Regions from separate parts of the Pan troglodytes genome. Here all the other regions are linked to region 2. The links are chromatin contacts, called in public HiChIP or PLAC-seq maps. All regions are on one chromosome and are shown on one strand. The core of a region is the stretch at or near the end of the contact, and the rest is flanking DNA. Distances in the headings are between cores, read along the strand shown. Region 1 holds the start of PTCH2 (patched 2). Region 2 holds the start of HECTD3 (HECT domain E3 ubiquitin protein ligase 3). Region 3 holds the start of PLK3 (polo like kinase 3). Region 4 holds the start of ZSWIM5 (zinc finger SWIM-type containing 5).

What was found. HiChIP or PLAC-seq counts read pairs in DNA pulled down with a chosen protein or histone mark.
Region 1: a contact with region 2 is called in an H3K4me3 HiChIP or PLAC-seq map of stem cell-derived excitatory neurons, with 5 times the contacts expected there. The contact joins the promoter of PTCH2 here to the promoter of HECTD3 in region 2. A contact is called at or near these places in 4 of 7 Hi-C or Micro-C datasets (blood, induced pluripotent stem cells and stem cell-derived neural progenitor cells), 1 of 1 datasets of contacts at active chromatin or transcription factors (stem cell-derived excitatory neurons) and 1 of 1 other capture datasets (stem cell-derived neural stem cells).
Region 3: an H3K4me3 HiChIP or PLAC-seq map of stem cell-derived excitatory neurons shows a contact between it and region 2, with 4 times the contacts expected there. The contact joins the promoter of PLK3 here to the promoter of HECTD3 in region 2. A contact is called at or near these places in 1 of 7 Hi-C or Micro-C datasets (stem cell-derived neural progenitor cells) and 1 of 1 datasets of contacts at active chromatin or transcription factors (stem cell-derived excitatory neurons).
Region 4: a contact with region 2 is called in an H3K4me3 HiChIP or PLAC-seq map of stem cell-derived excitatory neurons, with 2.8 times the contacts expected there. The contact joins the promoter of ZSWIM5 here to the promoter of HECTD3 in region 2. A contact is called at or near these places in 1 of 1 datasets of contacts at active chromatin or transcription factors (stem cell-derived excitatory neurons) and 1 of 1 other capture datasets (stem cell-derived neural stem cells).

The regions. Positions count from the first base shown.
Region 1 is chr1:186,121,962-186,124,661 of NHGRI_mPanTro3-v2.0_pri, forward strand. It overlaps PTCH2 (patched 2), which reads left to right and starts at 1,285. Exons shown (of 22, transcript XM_016961510.3): 1 at 1,285-1,677; 2 at 2,496-2,688. The coding sequence starts at 1,606.
Region 2 is chr1:185,951,706-185,954,514 of NHGRI_mPanTro3-v2.0_pri, forward strand. HECTD3 (HECT domain E3 ubiquitin protein ligase 3) reads left to right here and starts at 1,504. Exons shown (of 21, transcript XM_016961571.4): 1 at 1,504-1,978; 2 at 2,161-2,321; 3 at 2,574-2,666; 4 at 2,746-2,809. The coding sequence starts at 1,610. It overlaps UROD (uroporphyrinogen decarboxylase), which reads right to left and starts at 1,656. Exons shown (of 11, transcript XM_513127.7): 1 at 1,498-1,656; 2 at 582-1,035. The coding sequence starts at 601.
Region 3 is chr1:186,165,043-186,167,863 of NHGRI_mPanTro3-v2.0_pri, forward strand. It overlaps PLK3 (polo like kinase 3), which reads right to left and starts at 1,309. Exons shown (of 15, transcript XM_016961451.4): 1 at 520-1,309; 2 at 246-353; 3 at 41-157. The coding sequence starts at 729.
Region 4 is chr1:185,759,530-185,762,321 of NHGRI_mPanTro3-v2.0_pri, forward strand. ZSWIM5 (zinc finger SWIM-type containing 5) reads left to right here and starts at 1,523. Exons shown (of 14, transcript XM_513126.9): 1 at 1,523-2,792. It also overlaps the pseudogene LOC134809790.

The sequences.
Region 1 (2,700 bases), core at 35-2,534, 170 kb after region 2:
GGGAGGTTGAGGTGGGAGGATCCCTTCAGACTGGGAGCTCAAGGCTGCAGTGTGCTGTGAACGCACCACTGCACTCCAACCTGGGCAACAGAGGGAGATCCTGCCTCAAAAAAAAAAAAAAAAGTGGGTTTTGGGGGTGATTCAAGTTCAGTTTTTGAAGATTATCTGCCAAGACAAAAGGACCAAAACATGTACAAAGGCAGGAACGAGGGAACACTGATGTGAGGGAACTATGGGAGAGAAGGCTTTAGCTAGATCACACAGGGCCCTGTGCTCCAAGTGGGCCTTGTGCTTTGGAGCTATCAGATTTGCATGTTAGAGAAATGACTCTGGTCTCAGTGGAGAGAGTGGACTGAAGAGGGCAAGAATGGAAGCCGGGAAGAGTGAACAGAAGAAATCTCGGGCTTTGATTGGGTCGGAAAGAAAGTGTGGCCCTACCCACTTTGATGCCATCTCTAAGACCTACTGCTACCTGACCCCCGACCTCTGGAAGGAGACTGTATTCACCAAGTCTCCCTATCAGGAATTCACTGACCACCTCGTCAAGACCCACACCAGAGTCTCCGCGCAGAGGATCCAGGCTCCAGCTGTGGCTACAACATAGGGTTTTTATACAAGAAAAATAAAGTGAATTAAGCCTGAAAAAAAAAAAAAAGAAAAGAAAAGAAAAAGAAATTGTGGCCCTAGGCCGGGCGCGGTGGCTCACGCTTGTCATCCCAACACTTTGGGAGGCTGAGGCGGGCGGATATCCTGAGCTCGGGAGTCTGAGACCAACCGGGGCAACATGGCGAAACCCGTTTTCTACCAAAAATACAAAAAGCCGGGCGTGGGGGTGCATGCCTGTGATCCCAGCTACTCGGGAGGCTGAGGTGGGAGGATGGCTTGAGCCTGGAAGGCGGAGCCTGCAAGCCGAGATGGAGCCACTGCACTCCAGCCTGGGTGACAGAGTGAGACCCCGTCTTAAAAAAAAAAAAAAAAAAAAAAAAGTGTATCCCTAACAGAGCCCGCAAATGCCCTTTCTCAGCGTAAGCCTCTGGACTTACACTTGGCCGGCGCTGCGCCTTTCCGGGATCCCCCTCCCTCCTCCTCCCTGGGGCCCCGAGGGCGGGAGGGAGGCGCGGGGTGGCCCAGCCTGGGTGGTCTCCCGCCCCGCCCCCTGCGGCGCCGTTACCTAGCAGCGGGCCGGGCCGCGCGGCTAGGGTAATTTGCGGGCCCCTCAGCCAATGGGAGGGCGTCGCCCCGGCCAGCTCCCTTTTCTGGAGCTCCAGCCGCCTCCCGGGGACTGCAGTCGCCACCTCGAGCCCTGCTGTGCGTCTCGGGCCAGCAATTCCGCCTGCGCGCGGGACCCATTCCTCCTCCAGCCGCCGCGGCCCACGGCCCACGGAGCGGGTGAATCCCGGCGCCGCGCCCCGGACCCGCAGCTCCCTGCTCTCCTCCCTCCCAGCCGCTTTAACACCCACACCCCACAGTCTCTCCCACGCCCGTGCCTTGGCGGCCCCACTGAATCCCTAAGCGGGGCCCAGCGGTACCGGGAGACCGGGCTAGCCTATGGGAGCGCCCAGATAACGCGGGTTGGGGGCGCCCGCGCCCCCCATCCCCGCCAGCATGACTCGATCGCCGCCCCTCAGAGAGCTGCCCCCGAGTTACACACCCCCAGCTCGAACCGCAGCACCCCAGGTGAGTAGAGGGGGAGCTGGAAGAAGGAAGAGCGGAGCCAGGTCTGTCACTCGGGCCTCTGCAAGGTTTGTGATGTCTTGAAGTGCCGAGTGTCATTAGATGTCTGAAGGCAAGTGAGAGCTAGCACCGCAAGCAAGTTGTGCGTGTGTGTCGGTGTGTCTGTGCCTGTGTCTCCTCATCGTCTGGCCAGTGAGAATGAATGTCTGTGGGTTCACCTCTGTGTCCACCCGACGACAGGTGTGTGTACATATGTATCCTGCTCTCAGAAAATGGGCCTATGCCGGCCGGGCGCGGTGACTCACGCCTGTAATCCCAACACTGGGAGGCTGAGGCAGGCAGATTACCTGAGGTCAGGAGTTCGAGACCAGCCAGGCCAACATGGGGAAACTCTGTCTCTACTAAAAATAAAAAATTAGCAGGGCGTGGTGGTGGGCGCCTGTAGTCCCAACTACTCGGGAGGCTGAGGCAGGAGAATCTCTTGAACCTGGGAGGCGGAGGTTGCAGTCAGCCGAGATCACACCACTGCACTCCAGCAAGGGCAACAGAGCGAGATTGCGTCTCAAAAAAAAAAAAAAAAAAAAAAAAAGAGAAAACAAAAAGAAAAGAAAGGAAAATAGGCCTATGCCTTCCTCAGGTGTGTGCTGGGGGTGGTGGGTGTTACATCTTCCAAGTCTGGGCCTGTGTCTGTGTTGGTGCTCCCTGTCCCACATCCAGAAATCAAGAAGCGAGGGCTGGGCAGCAGATATACAGGGTGAGAAGGGAAGGATTTCATGCATTGTTGCAGTGATGCCTGGCTGACCCTTCTCTTTCCATCCCAGATCCTAGCTGGGAGCCTGAAGGCTCCACTCTGGCTTCGTGCTTACTTCCAGGGCCTGCTCTTCTCTCTGGGATGCGGGATCCAGAGACACTGTGGCAAAGTGCTCTTTCTGGGACTGTTGGCCTTTGGGGCCCTGGCATTAGGTCTCCGCATGGCCATTATTGAGACAAACTTGGAACAGCTCTGGGTAGAAGGTAAGTTGTGGA
Region 2 (2,809 bases), core at 254-2,753:
ACGCTGGAGGCTGGGGAAAGCGCGGGTTCATAAGGCCGATTCAGTCCAGGACCGCTATCTACCCCCTCCAGGCCAGCTCCCAAACCCTGGCTTTCCGCCCGTTCCGCCTCCTCTCTGCCTATCAGGTGGTGCACAAACTCCAGAAGGGCCCGCCCTGGGGCCTCTTCCCTCCACTTAGTCTCTACTCTTCCAAGCTCGAAGCAACCAGAGGGACTGGGGGGAGGGAATGAAGGCCCACTAAGGATAGTTTGGGGGTCTTCGAACTAGTGAGCCTCAGAAACGGGAATGTCACTGGGCTGGTTCAGGGGCTGAGAAATCCCCAGGCTGGGGGATAAAGAGGGATCAGAGTTGATGGTCCCAGAATAGAGATCCTGGTTGGAAATCCTGAGGCATCCCTTGAATTAAGGCCCTGGGATGAACGTCTCAAAAATCCATGGTTTTAGGATTCAGGATCCCAGCTAACGGAGTTCAGGTTGGGAGGTCTCCAGGGTGGGGAAAGGGGAGTACAGGGATAGAGTCCTGAGTTGGAAGACTCAAATTAGAAGCCCGGCTAGCCACACCGCGTGCTCTGGAGAACTCACCCCAACCCATTCGCTTCCATGGTCAGCTGTCTGTAACTGCGAGCTCAATCCGCAATTTAACCTGAATCTGAGCCTGCCCCCCAGTCCAGGCTCCGCCCCTTTCTGTAGGGAACCAAGGGCGTCGCCATGTTGAAGATCACATGATCGGACTCCAGCGACAGCTCCAGGGCTGCCCTGGCTGCTGCCCGTAGGACCCCTACCTTTTTTCACCGTAAAGTTCGCTGTAGCGACGCAACAACAAAGGCCCAAAAGAAAACTCCGCTGTAAATGTATCTTAGGGTGACATGAGGAATTTGTTCTCATCTGACAGTCTGGGTATCCGGAGGCTTGGCGCAAGTCCCACTCATGATACCAACAGTCTTATCCAGCCAGGTCCATACTATAGCCTGGACCTATAGTAGGTGCAGAGGTTAGCTCTGCTCAAGACAGCCCCGGCCTTTAAGGAGCTACAAGACTGGGGAAACAGAAATCAGCAATCACATTAAAATGAATAATGATCTCCAGTGTCCTTGGGATTAGGAGTGACAAACAGAATCAACCCTAATGACTCAAGACTCCTGTCAGTGGCAGGGGAAGGGGCCATTGTCTCAAACACTTTAGTCACACCACCCATAGGATAGGGAGTCCAGCAGATTCGCTGGGAGTGGGAGGAAAAACAGCAGGCCGAAGAATCAGAAAAATGACTGTTGGCAATGACCCAGGCTAGCTAGAATGGTGACTTGAATGAGGGTAGTAGCAGTAGAGATAAAATGGTAGTCACAAGGAAATGGAGAGAGGGAGATTGATCAGGTAGCAATCACCAATCTTGGGTTTGGTCGGCTGGGTTAGGGTGGCACAGAGATAAGTAATATGGTTGAGTGTGGGAGTACACAGTGCAATACAGTGAGAGCTGGGGTGCGCTTAGTCCAGAACATACGGCAAAGGCTGGCCAAAGGCGGGGAAGGGCGTGGTGGGAAGCTCTGTCGGCGGTCGCGCCAGCTGTTCCCCGGGCAGGGTCGCCTCTAGGCGCTCACCTCCGCCACTTCGCCATGGCGGGTCCTGGCCCGGGCGCGGTGCTGGAGTCCCCCCGGCAGCTGCTGGGCCGCGTGCGCTTCTTGGCAGAGGCCGCGCGGAGCCTCCGCGCCGGGCGGCCGCTGCCGGCAGCGCTGGCTTTCGTGCCGCGAGAGGTGCTCTACAAGCTTTACAAGGACCCAGCGGGACCGTCGCGCGTGCTTCTGCCGGTGTGGGAGGCAGAGGGCCTGGGGCTGCGTGTGGGCGCCGCAGGCCCAGCCCCCGGTACCGGCTCCGGGCCCCTCCGCGCCGCCCGCGACGGCATTGAGCTCCGGCGCGGCGCCTGCGTGCGCACCACGGGCGAGGAGCTGTGCAACGGCCACGGGCTCTGGGTGAAGCTGACAAAGGTGCGCTCTTCCCTGCCCAGGACCCGGTAAAAGACCCCCGGGGCCAGAGAAACCTCTGGCTCTTTGCCTTTCCTCCCCTGTATTGAGTTGGCATTGCGTTCGGCGCCCTTTGCCCTGGGCTGGGCACGACAGGCGGCTGGGCAGTTCCCTGACGGCTGTCCCCATCCTACGCGTCCCGGCAGGAGCAGCTGGCAGAGCACCTGGGCGACTGCGGGCTGCAGGAAGGCTGGCTGCTGGTGTGCCGCCCGGCGGAGGGCGGAGCCCGCCTGGTACCCATCGACACTCCCAACCACCTCCAGCGGCAGCAGCAGCTCTTTGGCGTGGATTATCGGCCGGTGCTCAGGTACTGCACTTGAAGGAGCGGGGCTGGCTGTCAGAAGGCCGGGCCAGGAGGGCTTGGGAACACTTCAGCCACAGCCTGGGGTGGGTGGGATACTGGAGCGGAGGCAGGGTTAAGAACAGAAAGGGGCGGGACGTGAAGGGGGCTCGGGTGGAGACTGGGAGATAGAGCCCTGAAAAAGGCTACACGGCATGGAGGTAGTGTCTTGCTGACCGCTGATGTCTCCCCATCCCACTCCCTACTCTGTGCCCACAGGTGGGAACAGGTGGTGGACCTGACATACTCACATCGCCTGGGATCGAGACCTCAGCCGGCAGAGGCATACGCAGAAGCTGTACAAAGGCTACTGTGAGTGAGCTGGAATGGGGTGGGGAGGAAGGAGCTCTGCGTCTGGGCCCAGTCTAATTAGGGGCTTGGGGTTGCTTAGCTATGTACCCCCGACATGGACCTACGAGTGCGACGAGGACCTGATCCACTTCTTGTATGACCAC
Region 3 (2,821 bases), core at 59-2,558, 210 kb after region 2:
CTCCCTCACTCTCATCCCTGCGGGAATCACCATCTTTCACCTTTCGGCTGCAGAGCTCCAAGAAAATGTAGATGTTGTCAGCGTCCTCAAAGTGGTGCGAAAAACGCACGATGTGGCGGTGCTGCAGGTCTCGGTGCAGCTCAATCTCATTTAGGATCTGCGATGAGGGCGCGGAGTCGTCATCCTTCCATGGTTCCCATGCCACCGTCCCCACCCCACCCCTCGCCCGCTGAGCCTGGACCCACCTTCTCGCGCTGATGCGGCTTGGCGACGCGGCTCTGCGGGATGACTTTGACAGCGTAGGCGCTGCCAGTCTCTGTGTCAGTGGCCTCGTAGCAGCGGGCGAAGCCCCCCTGTGAAGAGGGGGCATCAGGCTGGGTGTTCCAGGGGGGCCGAGTCTGGCCCGCGGGCGTCCCCGCGTTGGGGGTCAAGTGCCCACGCCCTGCTCGGCGCCAGAAAAGAGGCCGGCCGGGACCCCCACCTCCACCATCACCACCCCGCGGACGTCCCTCGGCCCACCTTGCCCAACAAGCGGCCTTTGAGGTAGGTGCGGCCGCTGCGCGGGTCCGTGATGAGGCGCCCGGGGTCTGACGTCGGTAGCCCGGCCAGCATCTCCAGCTCAGGTCCGGGCAAGGCACTCGGAGGCGGCCCGGGCCCGGCCGGGGGAGCGGGCGCGGCGGCCGCACGCTGGAAGGGGCGCGGAGACAGGAAACCGGCGGCAGGCTCCATGCGGGCGGCGCGTCGCAGCGCGGTCCCGGCTTCTTCTCGGTTCCGCCCGGCCCCGGCCGCGCGTGGCGCTGCCTGGATTTGCTACGCTGCGCTGGCGCCCAGGGGAGCCCAGCGTTTTTATCAATGAACGCCTGCCCCCTCCCCGGCGTCTGGTCACCGAGAGTCCCGCCCCCTTCCTAGCAGCGAGTCGAGGAGAGGCCACTCCCATTCCCGGCCTTACATCACCCAGAAGCTCCTCCCCCACCCAACGCACTGCCAGACCCCGCCTCCTCGCCGCGCCCCGGGGCGCAGCCCGGCAGCTAGTCACCATGCAGGTGCAACCAGGCCGCAGGGGCCAGCTGATCCCTGTCCGCCTCTCACCCGTCCTTGGCCACTGCGAGTCCCGCTCATGGGGGCCTCTTTCTTTCCCCATCCTTCGGGATGTGTGCTGAAGTCCGAGTGGGGCCCGGGCATCTGGGGGCGTCTCCCCAGCAACTAGATAGATCAGCGTTCCAGCCAGCAGCGGAGAGGCAGGGGCGGCGCTCGCTTTTGCCCGGGCATGTTACCCGACACTCCCCTTTCAGTGTGCCGGACCGCGTGTGTCCCTCGCCCTCGCCCGGGGCCCGGCCCAGTGCTGCCCTCTTTAGGGCCTGGAAGGAAGGCACAGTCTCGCGTCTGGCTTGCCTGGCCCGAGGGCTGCCTTGCCAGGTTTAGGAGCCAAGCAGTCTGGAATTTCAAGGCTTTTACCATGCTCCAGGCCACATCTTCCGCTACCCACTTCTACACTCTTGAGGGGCAAATTTCGGGTTCCTCCGGGGTCCCCAATTCCCTTCCTCTGAAAATACCCCCGGGCCTGGGTCAGCAGCCAGAAGCCAGAAAGTGAATGGGAATTGGATTTTCTTTTTTTTCTTTCTTTCTTTCTTTCTTTTTTTTTTTTTTTTTTTTTTTTTTTTTTTTTTTTGAGACGGAGTCTTGCTCTTTCGCCCAGGCGGGAGTGCAGTGGCGCGATCTCGGCTCACTGCAAGCTCCGCCTCCCGGGTTCACGCCATTCTCCTGCCTCAGCCTCCCAAGTAGCTGGGACTACAGGCGCCCGCTACCACGCCCGGCTAATTTTTTGTATTTTTAGTAGAGACGGGGTTTCACCGTGTTAGCCAGGATGGTCTCGATCTCCTGACCTCGTGATCCGCCCGCCTCGGCCTCCCAAAGTGCTGGGATTACAGGCGTGAGCCACCGCGCCCGGCCCTTTCTTTCTTTCTTTCTTTCTTTCTTTCTTTCTTTCTTTCTTTCTTTCTTTCTTTCTTTCTTTCTTTCTTTTTTTAGACAGAGTTTCGCTCTTGTTGCCTAGGCTGGAGTGCAATGGCGCGATCTTGGCTCATCGCAAACTCTGCCTCCCAGGTTCAAGCGATTCTCCTGCCTCAGCCTCCCGAGCAGCTGGGATTACAGGCATGCGCCATCACACCCGGCTAATTTTGTATTTTTTTTTTTTTTTTTTTTTAAGTAGAGGCGGGGTTTCTCCATGTTGGTCAGACTGGTCTGGAACTCCCAACCTCAGGTGATCTGCCCGCTTCGGCGTCCCAAAGTGCTGGGATTACAGGCGTGAGCCACCTTGCCTGGCTGGGAATTGGATTTTCTCAAATGCTAGACACGGGCACTTGGGCAGCTAGTCTCTGGACCATGTGGACGCCTAGACCCCTGCGCAATGCCCACCCTTCCCAGGGCCAGAGACAGAGGCCCAGGACCACAGGCCTCCTGGCCTTGTCTCTCACCTCTCTGCCCTCCCTCTGTGCCAGCCAATCAATTACCATGCCATTCCTCAAAGATTTATTGAGAGCATCTGCTAAGTGCTGGACACTATCTCGAATAAAACTAATCAAGCTTGCAGCCCTCATTTAGTTTACATTCTGCTTGATGGAAACAGACAATAGGCAAGCAGATAAACAAGGTAATTGCAGGCTGTGAAAAGTGCTATGAAGGAAGAATAAACAGAAGAGCAAATGAAGAGCCTACTTTAGAAAGAGTAGCCAGGAAAGTCAACAAATATTTGCTGAGTACCCAATTTGTGCCAATTTTATCTCCCAAATAGCTCTGATATCTATCCCCTTGGCTCCATCTT
Region 4 (2,792 bases), core at 273-2,772, 190 kb before region 2:
AGATTTCAGCCCCTTTTTGCCCGATGTCTAGATATCTTTTCGTCCAATGCCTTCTACAAGCCTTTATTACCTCCTTCCCACACTGTTGGTTTATCTCCAAACTCATCCTTTGCCTCCAGACTTTATCTTTCTCCTGATTCATCCTACATATTTCTGTCTGGTTAATATTCCTAAAACACTGCCTTTTATCATACAACTGTCCTGCTCAAAATACCTTTATTAGCTTCCCTCCACCAACCTAAGAAAATGCAGATTCCTCAAGTTAGCATTTTACAATGCTTTTAAAAGCTTTTCACAATGTCTCCTGTCTCTCTTGCAGTCTTTTCCCACTATTTCTCACCACAAACTTATGGTCCAATTAATCTAGCATTCTTGTTGTTCACAACCACATATTGCATATTCCCAAATGTCTTATTTGCCGTGTTATTACCATCTGTATTTATATATTTATGTGCTTATTTTTTATTTTTTATTTATTTTTTTGAGACACAGTCTCACTCTGTCTCCCAGGCTGGCAGTGGTACAATCTCGGCTCAGTGCAACTCCGCCTCCTAGGTTCAAGCAATTCTCCTGCCTCAGCCTCCCGAGTAGCTGGGATTACAGATGCCCACCATCATGCCCAGCTAATTTTTGTATTTTTGGTAGAGGTGGAGTTTCACCATGTTGACCAGGCTTGTCTCGAACTCCTGGCCTCAAGTGATCCACCCACCTCAGCCTCCCAAAGTGTTGGAATTACAGGTGTGAGCCACCACGCCCGCCTAACATGGAGCTTATAGTCTATTTTGGGAAACAGACATTAAGCAAATAAACACATAAATATAGGCTAGGCGCCGTGGCTCACACTTGTAATCCCAGCACTTTGGGAGGCTGAAGCGGGCAGATCACTTGAAGCCGGAGTTTGAGACCAGCCTGGTCAATGTGGTAAAACCCCATCTCTACTAAAAATACAAAAATTAGCTGGGCATGGTGGCATACACGCCTGTAGACCCAGCTACTTGGGAGGCTGAGGCAAGAGAATCACTTGAACCCAGGAGGCGGAAGTTGCAGTGAGCCAAGATTGTGCCACTGCACTCCAACCTGGGTGTGACAGAGTGAGACTGCATCTCAAAAAAAAAAAAAAAAAAAAAGGCAGTAACTGATTAAATCAGAATAACATATTCATTGATTCAAAGTGCAAATATTTTCTGAACATCTTCTATGTGTAGGTATTTTGGCAGGTGGTAGAAATAGGCCCTTACATGGAAATGGTTCCTGCCCTTCCACAGCTCATAGTCTAGTTAGGGGGACAGGCATTAAAGGAATATTCGTTCTCCCAAAAAACTCTGATAAATTATAGGAAGGAAAATAGTGTGTGTTATGGAAGCCTGTAAATGTGGTACCAGATTCAAGGTGGAGTAGGGATTATGCTATTTTGCAGTAATCTATTTATAGATATTTACAGATATAAATCCATTTACCAATATAAACAGATTTCTTTTTCTTTCTCTCTTTTTTTTTTTTTTTTTTTTTTTTTTTTAGAGAGGGTCTTGCTCTGTTGCCTGGGCTAGAGTGCAGTGGCATGATCATAGCTTACTGTAACCTTGAACTTCTGGGCTCAATCAATCCTCCTACATCAGGCTTCAGGGTAGCTAGGACTACAGGGTGTAGGCCACTAATCCCTGCTATTTTTTATTTCTTGTGTAGAGATGGGGTCTCCAGTCTGCTCTGTTGCCCAGGCTGGTCTAGAACTCCTGGCCTCAAGGGATCCTCCACTTTGGCCTCCCAAAGCCTTGGGATTACAGGCATGCGCCACTGCATCTGGCCTAAACAGATACTTATTGAGTACCTACTACACTGAATAAGCAAACAATTTGAATTACTTCTAATTCCAGCCAGCCTGGGCAACATAGGGAGACCGCCCCTCTACAAAAATTTAGAATTAGCTGGGTGTGGTGCTGTGCATCTGTAGTCCTAGTTATTCTGGAGGCTGAGATGGAAGGATAGTTTGAGTCCAAGAGTTTGAGGTTGCAGTGATCACCCCACTGCACTCCAGGCTGGACATCAGAGTGAGATCCTGTCTCTAAAAAAACTTTTTTAAAAGTGAATTATTTCTAATTCTTACAACATTTATGTGTAGAAGCATTATTACTAGCTCCCTTTTGCAAATGATTTAATAGAATCATGAATAGCATCACACACAGCAAGTGTGATTCACACCCAATTCTGCCTGTGCTCTTTAATTCTGAGATTACAGCAAAACCAAACTGTGGCTCCAGCCTGTCTCCAATCATTTACTCTCTTCTTACTCTTACTTTATCCTACACTCTAAATCTCGCTCACTTTGAAGGGCAAACTCAACTATAGAAACTCTTTTAATACAGTTCTTGGAAAGTTTTAAAGTTGTAGAGATTAGTTTGTCAGCAAATTCTGAAATAATCTGAGCTTTCTTGATCGAGCAAGAAACAGTAACTTACAATTGCGTGTTGTTTATGGAGTTAGTGATGAAGCTGCCATTCTTGAGCACCCACTATGTGCCAGGCAGAGGATAAATTATAGTGAAGGAAATAGACATGATTCTCACTCTCATGGAGTTGACAGACATTAAACAAATATATAAAAATACAACTATGTAAAGGTGTAGAAGACTGAGCCAAGTGAGGAAAACATGAAAGACCTAATTCAGATTGGAGGTAGGGGATCAGAGAATTCTACCAAAAAACACGCAAAAGTGTTTTGTATTCTAGGATGCAAGGTGCTAAACCCTCCAAAAGACCCCACCAGGATGCAGCCCCCGTGGCGATAAGATCTTGATG